2 separate regions of the Sus scrofa genome follow, and region 1 is linked to region 2. The links are chromatin contacts, called in public Hi-C maps. All regions are on one chromosome and are shown on one strand. Each heading gives the region's core, a stretch centred on a gene start, on an enhancer-like site or on the middle of the called end of the contact. The rest is flanking DNA. Distances are from core to core; before and after follow the strand shown. Region 1 holds the start of SLC8A3 (sodium/calcium exchanger 3). Region 2 overlaps SLC8A3 (sodium/calcium exchanger 3).

Region 1 (3,159 bases), core at 78-2,577, 34 kb before region 2:
AGAATAAATTTCTACCATTAAAATGACTATAGCAAAAGAGGTTCACATTTTTTAAGGAATTTGCTATGTCTTTCAAAACTGTCCTCCCTAAAAGCTGTACCAATTTATGGGTCCACCAGCTACCTCCTGGTCTTGACTGTAGACCAGTCAGCATCATGGATCTCCATGGAAACAGACACAAAGTAAATTCCACCAATTGACATATCCTGAAATCCCACACTGTTAGAAGTTATTGAAATCTTACAGAGTCAGTGTCTCAGCCCTCACTCTAACTGGATTCAAGGCCCATAAATGTTCAGGGATCTGAGATCACAGGGCTCTGTTAGGACGGAGGGCATCCAGGACTCAGCCTCAGGATGGAAACCTCCATGTGATTTGCTGAAGGAGCACCAGTCAGAGCACCAGGAAAGAACTCACATGCCACCCTAGCTCCTATGCCCACTTCATCTCTTTGGACCAAATCTTGTTCCAGAGCAGTCCTCAGAGGAGCCAGGGATCTGGAAAGTTGTGTGTACTGTTGTTATCAGTGAAACTCCAGCCGATTCCACTTCATTCCAGTCTTTGGTTCTGCTGCTGTGTCCTTAAGATGGTTATTTAACGTAAGGCTCAATATCCTTGAGAAAAATGGAGTTAGTAATTGTACCTGTCTCTTAGAGTTTTGAGAGGATGACCTGAAAGAAGGCAATCAAATTCTTTAACTGGGTGCTTGGCCTAAAGGGGGTGCTGAGACTTGCTAAGTGTTCTTCTCACTGGTTGGCCCATCATACTTGGCATCAAACAGCAGAGCCCTGAGAGGAACGACTGCCTTACCTTTATATTCTATCCCAGAAGCTGCACAGGTGTCTCTACAAAGGGCTGGCCACCATGCCCATCTTACATCTGCCTAACGCCATCCACAAACTAGGGGTGTGTAACCCCGTTCTTAGGAGAGGCCTGCACACCCCTCATGCCTCCAGAACCAAGCCTGACAAATATAGCAGTAATTAGGGGCATCTGATTTAAGGCTGCATGTGTACACTTTGCATGAGCCAAGCCCCAAACCCTGGTTCTATTGCTGCATCAAAGGACCATCTCTCTTCTAGACTCCAGGCCTAGCATAAGCAGCAATTTGAGAGACAGCCCCCCTCTTATTTTTAGCCTTAAAAACCCCAAAGCCAACATACCAGCGCTCGCTCAAGCGCCTGTCACAAGCTGTTGTTTGATTTGGGTTGAGAAAATGACAGAGTTCTGCACCAAGAACAGAAGGAAAAAAAAAAAAAAAAAAGGAGGAGAAGAAGAAGAAGGGGTGGGGGGAAAGGAGTTTTATTTTCCCTCCAGTGCCTACCTCCATCCCCCCTCAACCCCTCCCCTAGGCCTGGGTGGACCCTGCCTGGGTAATCGTCCCCTGCTATATTTAAAAACCACAGATGTGTTTGGTGGAGACTTAATTTCGGAATTGCAGGCGGCGTCTCCTGAGGACAAGGGGAAAGCCGGTGCTGAGCGCCCTCCTGCCCGCCCTCCCCGCCGCTGCCCGGAGCTCTGGACGCCGCGGAATCCAGGTCAGGACGCTCCGCCGTCTCGGAACTGCCGCCGGTCGGGAGGCGCCGGGCACCGGGATCCAACGATTGGGTGGGTGGCTGTGGTCTAGGGGTTCCGTCCGCATTCGGTCCTGGGGGCTCTCTGGACGCGAGATACCGGCTCGGCTTCCCCGCTGTTGGTCGGGAAGCTCTCAGAAAATTACCCCCATCGGCGCGCGAGGATAAATATGCGCGGCTTGTCATTCCGTGCGGCTCTCTCCCTCCCAGCTGATAGGGTGACGTTGGGTTTGGAGGCTTGGAGATTGGCTTTTTGATTTGGCTTCTCGCTGCAGCTTAATGGGCAAAGCTCGCGGCTCGCCCAGAAACCATCCCCTCCGCGCGTCCCCTCCGCGCGCGGCGAGGCCGAGACGTCTCCCGCGGTGACGGCGTGAGAGGCGGAGGGCCGGCGCGCTCCCAGCCCCGGGAAAGCCCCGGCGACGCGACTGCAAGCCGGGGTCCCTCGGAGCCGCCAGGGCGCGCCGGGCTGCTAGCCTTGCTGCCCCTCCCGGCAGGGATCCCCTCGCCCCCCCGCCCTCGCTGCCGGCGGCCGGGACTCCGGGCCTCTCCAGGGCTTAGTCCCGAGCCCGCGACCCCGGTCTGGGTTTCCCGGGGGGTCTTCAGAGGTGTTCTTCCTGATCCTTGAATCCAAGGACCCTTCCCCAGACCCCCTGCTCTGCCCCAGCCCTCACGCTCCGGATGCGCTGCCCCGCAGCTCCCTGAAAGCTGCGAGCCCACGAGCCCGGCCGGCGGGCGGCGGCGGCGGACTGACATGCCCCGGACGCCGCTGCGGCCGGCGGGCAGCCCGCGGGGGCGATGAACCGCTGCGGCCGGTGAGGAGCCCGGCGGCGGGGGCATCGCGCATCTTCCTCACCCCCTCATTTGCCCACCGCGCTCGAGACTGAGAGGAAACGGTGAGTAATTGGGTGAGCCTCCAGCCCTTCCCCCTTAGCGGGCAGCCGAGGCCAGGGAGGCAGGGGTTGGGGGGTGGGTAGGGGTGTCCCCGTGAGGGTTCCTGCTTGTCAGTCATGGTGTTAATTAAGTTCTTTCTCAAGATCATTCATATGAACTATCTTCTTGTGGGTTTAGTGTCATAAGAGGTGGGGGGAGGGTGCCTTGGAAAGTGTACTCGGTTGCATACAGTGCCGGGAAGGGGGTGGGGGGCGGCCTTCTGGCAGCGTTAGTGGCTACGGGGTGGGGGAAACGGGGAGTTATCGCAGAAAGGAGGTGATTGAGCTTGTGTGTGCTGTCGGGTGTCTGGTTTGCTGGGTTACTGGCGGGTGCGCACTGGAGAGGCTGAGTGCCGTGTTGCGTGCTGGATGCATGTGTGCATGTGTGTGCTGGCTGTGCCAGGGCGTGTTGCGCTTCTGGGGCTGTGAGTGCCCGCCGGGTTTGGGGGCTAGGAGGGGAGCGCGTTACCTACTCGGCGCGCGCCTGCGTGTATACACGCACGCGCGCACCCCAACCTCGGGACTCCACCGCCGCGGGTCGGGAACCGCAGCCCCAGCGCACCCGCTGGCGGCAGCCAAGGGGGCGGGGAGAAGGAGGGTTTCTCCCATCCTGTGTTCTCCTCTCCTCGGTGTTCTGGGCGTTATGGGGCCAGGTG
Region 2 (3,381 bases), core at 725-3,224:
CAGTCATTCATATATATATATACATGTATATATATATATATATGTATGTATATGTGTATATATATATATGTATGTATGTATATGTGTATATATATATGTATGTACACACACACACACACACACACACACACACATTCTTTTTCTCATACTATCTTCCATCATGGTCTGTCCCAAGAGATTGGACATAGTTCCCTGGGCTGTACTATAGGACCTCATTGCTCATCCATTCTAAATGTAATAGTTTGTAATAGTTTAAACTCCCCTTCCATCCTACTCTGCACCCCCGCCCCCACCCGCCTTAGCAACCACAAAGTCCTCTGCTGCCTCTCTTCTTTCTCTGCTGCATATGCTCTAGGCGCTGCACGTGCTGTGGTTTCCACTCCTGCTCGTGCTCAGTGCCTTCCTCCCCGCATCCTTGAGTCCTCCCTCCTCTTTTATTCTTATCCTATTCCCTACATCCTCTTCCTTCACACTTTTGGCATCTGTACTTCAGTTGCCTTCTGTTTACTGTCTGATTGATGATTCTTTGAATGACCAAGAAGGAGCTGTGAGTATCCCTCAAGAAAGCCCGGCATTTGGACAAAGAACTAGCCATGTGGGGAGTTCCCATGTTGGCCCAGCGGTAACGAACCCAACTAGCATCCATGAGGACATGGGTTCCACCCCTAGCTCCGCTCAGTGGGTTAGGGATCTGGCATTGCCATGAGCTGTGGTGGTGTGGTGAGATGCAGCTCAGATCCGCATTGCTCTGGCTGTGATGTAGGCTGGCAGCTACAGCTCTGATTCACCCGCTAGCCTGAGAACTTGCAAATGCGTGGGTGTGGCCCTAAAAAGACAAAAAACAGAACCAAAAAAAAAAAAACCAGACAAACAAAAATCCTAGCTGTGTGAGGACACCAAGAAGACTGATATCTCCCAGGAAACAAGCCACTCGCTCTGGTGCTCTTTTCCCCCTTCACCACAAAGTGTTTGTATGTTAAGACAAGAAGGTTGAATTGTAAGGATCCAGCATAGACTGGAACTGGTATGAGAAAGCCATCTGAGGCCGTGGAGCCCTAGGGACAACCTTCTCTTTCTGATGCTCTCCCTCTAAGCCACCTGGTCTCTGCCTCCTGCTTCCCTCTGTGGCCCTCTCCCTTACTGCTTCCAGCTCATCATGGTACCTCCCAGCCCAGCAGTCCTATCTCAGAGCTATTATCTGGAAAGATCTTTCTATTCTTCTAGCTCACAGTCCCAAGGGACAGAATCTGCTGTCCCTCTACCCCATCCCACCCCGTTTTTTTTCTCCAACCTAATTGTGTCAGAGCCCTCTGGCCAGACACATGTTGGCTGCCGTGTGTCAAACCAAGTTATTGGCCATCCCAACTTGGCAGTTCACTTGCCATAACTGGGTGGTGGGGTGGGAAAATGAAGCTGCCAGGGGTTTCCATGTAAAGCTCCCTGAGCCGTTGTGTCTTTAAGTGGTGGACAGTGCTACTGTGAGAAGGAAGTCCCTGATGAGACAATAATCCGTCACTTCAAAACAATACAGTGTATGAGGTTTCCAGTGCCTTGGAGAGAGCGCTGATTTGACAGTGGTCAATGCTGGGGCTGTAGGCTGGAGAAGAGGAGAAACAGCCACCTCTGGAGCCCTCAGCCCTACTGTATTCATCAAGCTGACCACAGACTCAGAGGCCAAGAGTTAACTGGCCTCGCCCAGATCAACAGAAACATTCCTAGGAGATGATGCTCAGTGGCACAGATCTCCAGGCTACCAGGGTCACTCCTCCCCCTTCGCCCTCTTCTGGTGTGTCCTCTCTGGGAGACCAGCGTCAGAGGATGATCTGCTGTCATTTTCGGGTGCACTATTTGGGTACTGAGTCACTTTCAAAACCTCTTCCTGGGTTTGGGTTTCCAGAGCAGCCTGTGTTCCCGACTAGCACAGAAAGCTTCCCTGCTCCTCATGCTTGCCAGGGATAGAATGACAGTCTTTCCCTGCCTGCCCCTCCCCTGCTAGACAGCTGCTCAGCTGGACTTAGCCTGATCCGGCAGGCACCCCCACCCCCTTATCATTGCCGCTGCAACTTGATGCCTTTCCAGGAACTCCCTGGAAACCAGAGTCTTCTCCTCTCCAGGTGGCACAGTGTGTGACTCTGTCAGGTTCCCTGTGTCCCAGGGCACAGGGCTGGGTGTAAATAGGACTCTTTGTGTGTCAGCTCCAGTCAGTTGGTTGTGGTTGTCCAAGGGGCCGTCTTGGAAAGAATTTTTGAGGCTGTACCTGGACTCGACTATGGATGTGACAAGAAAAGCCAAATATCTGCCAACTCTCATCCTGGGATGAGAGATGGAAAGAACTTCATGGGATAAAAGAAGTAGGAGTCTCCATTATTAGTATAAAGCTGCCACTGTCTCTCTAATACTGGGCCAGTCTTACAGGGAGAAACCTCATTCAGTCACTCTCTTCTTCATCCTGTTCTCTAGGACAGAACCTTCTAGTCCCTGGATGAATCCACGGTGACATAAATCCTCACAGGACACGTGAAGCAGATACCTTCTTGTCAGACTAGAATCTTCCAGAACCCTTGCTAACCCAGTGGGTTTCATAAACCAGACTAGTGGTTCCCAACCAGCCCCCGCCACAGGCCATTTTAATGACCTACCCCTCCTCATGGAACCCATGTGTCAGAAGATTCTTAGATGAAAATTAGATTTCCATTTTCTTTGTAAAATACAGCAAAAAATAATGAGTGTTACCACAGTGAGTTAATATAGTTCTAGCCAAAGTAGAGAGAAATGACATTTTAATTAAACTGTGTGGACTGTTAGAAGAAGACATACTTTCTATTTTGGGGCTTAAAGGGAGAGAATAAACACAACCACAGGCTGACTTTCAAAGGAACTAACTGATGTAAAATTTTGAAACTATTAGGCACTTATTTTTTAAAGATGTTTTTCAGAGGGTGACCACCCCCCCAGGGGAGATCAGACTATTCTGGAGACTATATCAGAATATGGGGCCCAGTATTGGTTGTCTAGGCTTCAGCATGGTTCAGACCTTAGGGGAAGATTACTGTTGTTGTTTTTACGTAGTCCAACTTCTAATATTTATATGAAAACATAAAATCCCGCTTGTAAAAGTAAAGGATTTGTCATACCTTTAGGGTTAATAGTATCATTTTCTTCTCTCTGATTAGGCAACTGAGTTTAAGAAATAGTAAGTAATATACCTTAGAACACAGAGCTTTTAAGGGTTAAGTGTCCGAACCTAGATCTTCTGATTATAAATCACATATTCTTTCAACTATGTTACACATGTTTGCGTCAGAATAAGATGATGAAGCTGAAAGCAGCAGGCTTTTTCTCCTCATATGGAAGGAGTTAAGAGGGCTTGGGGCACTCTTC

What was found. A called contact is a pair of places that touch in the nucleus more often than the background predicts.
Region 1: a Hi-C map of skeletal muscle shows a contact between it and region 2, with 8 times the contacts expected there. The contact joins the promoter of SLC8A3 here to the enhancer-like site in region 2. A contact is called at or near these places in 6 of 47 Hi-C or Micro-C datasets (embryonic fibroblasts, psoas muscle and skeletal muscle) and 1 of 2 datasets of contacts at active chromatin or transcription factors (skeletal muscle).

Annotation. Positions count from the first base shown.
Region 1 is chr7:93,795,651-93,798,809 of Sscrofa11.1, reverse strand. SLC8A3 (sodium/calcium exchanger 3) reads left to right here and starts at 1,327. Exons shown (of 8, transcript XM_013989127.2): 1 at 1,327-1,538.
Region 2 is chr7:93,761,819-93,765,199 of Sscrofa11.1, reverse strand. The region is part of intron 2 of SLC8A3 (sodium/calcium exchanger 3); the gene reads left to right. Among named protein-coding and RNA genes, the nearest start is that of SLC8A3, 34 kb to the left of the region's middle. Within about 2 kb of position 1,974, at least 12 of the 83 cell types and tissues checked have an H3K27ac peak or open chromatin away from gene starts, as enhancers often do. A contact at or near this core is called in embryonic fibroblasts and skeletal muscle, where this site is marked.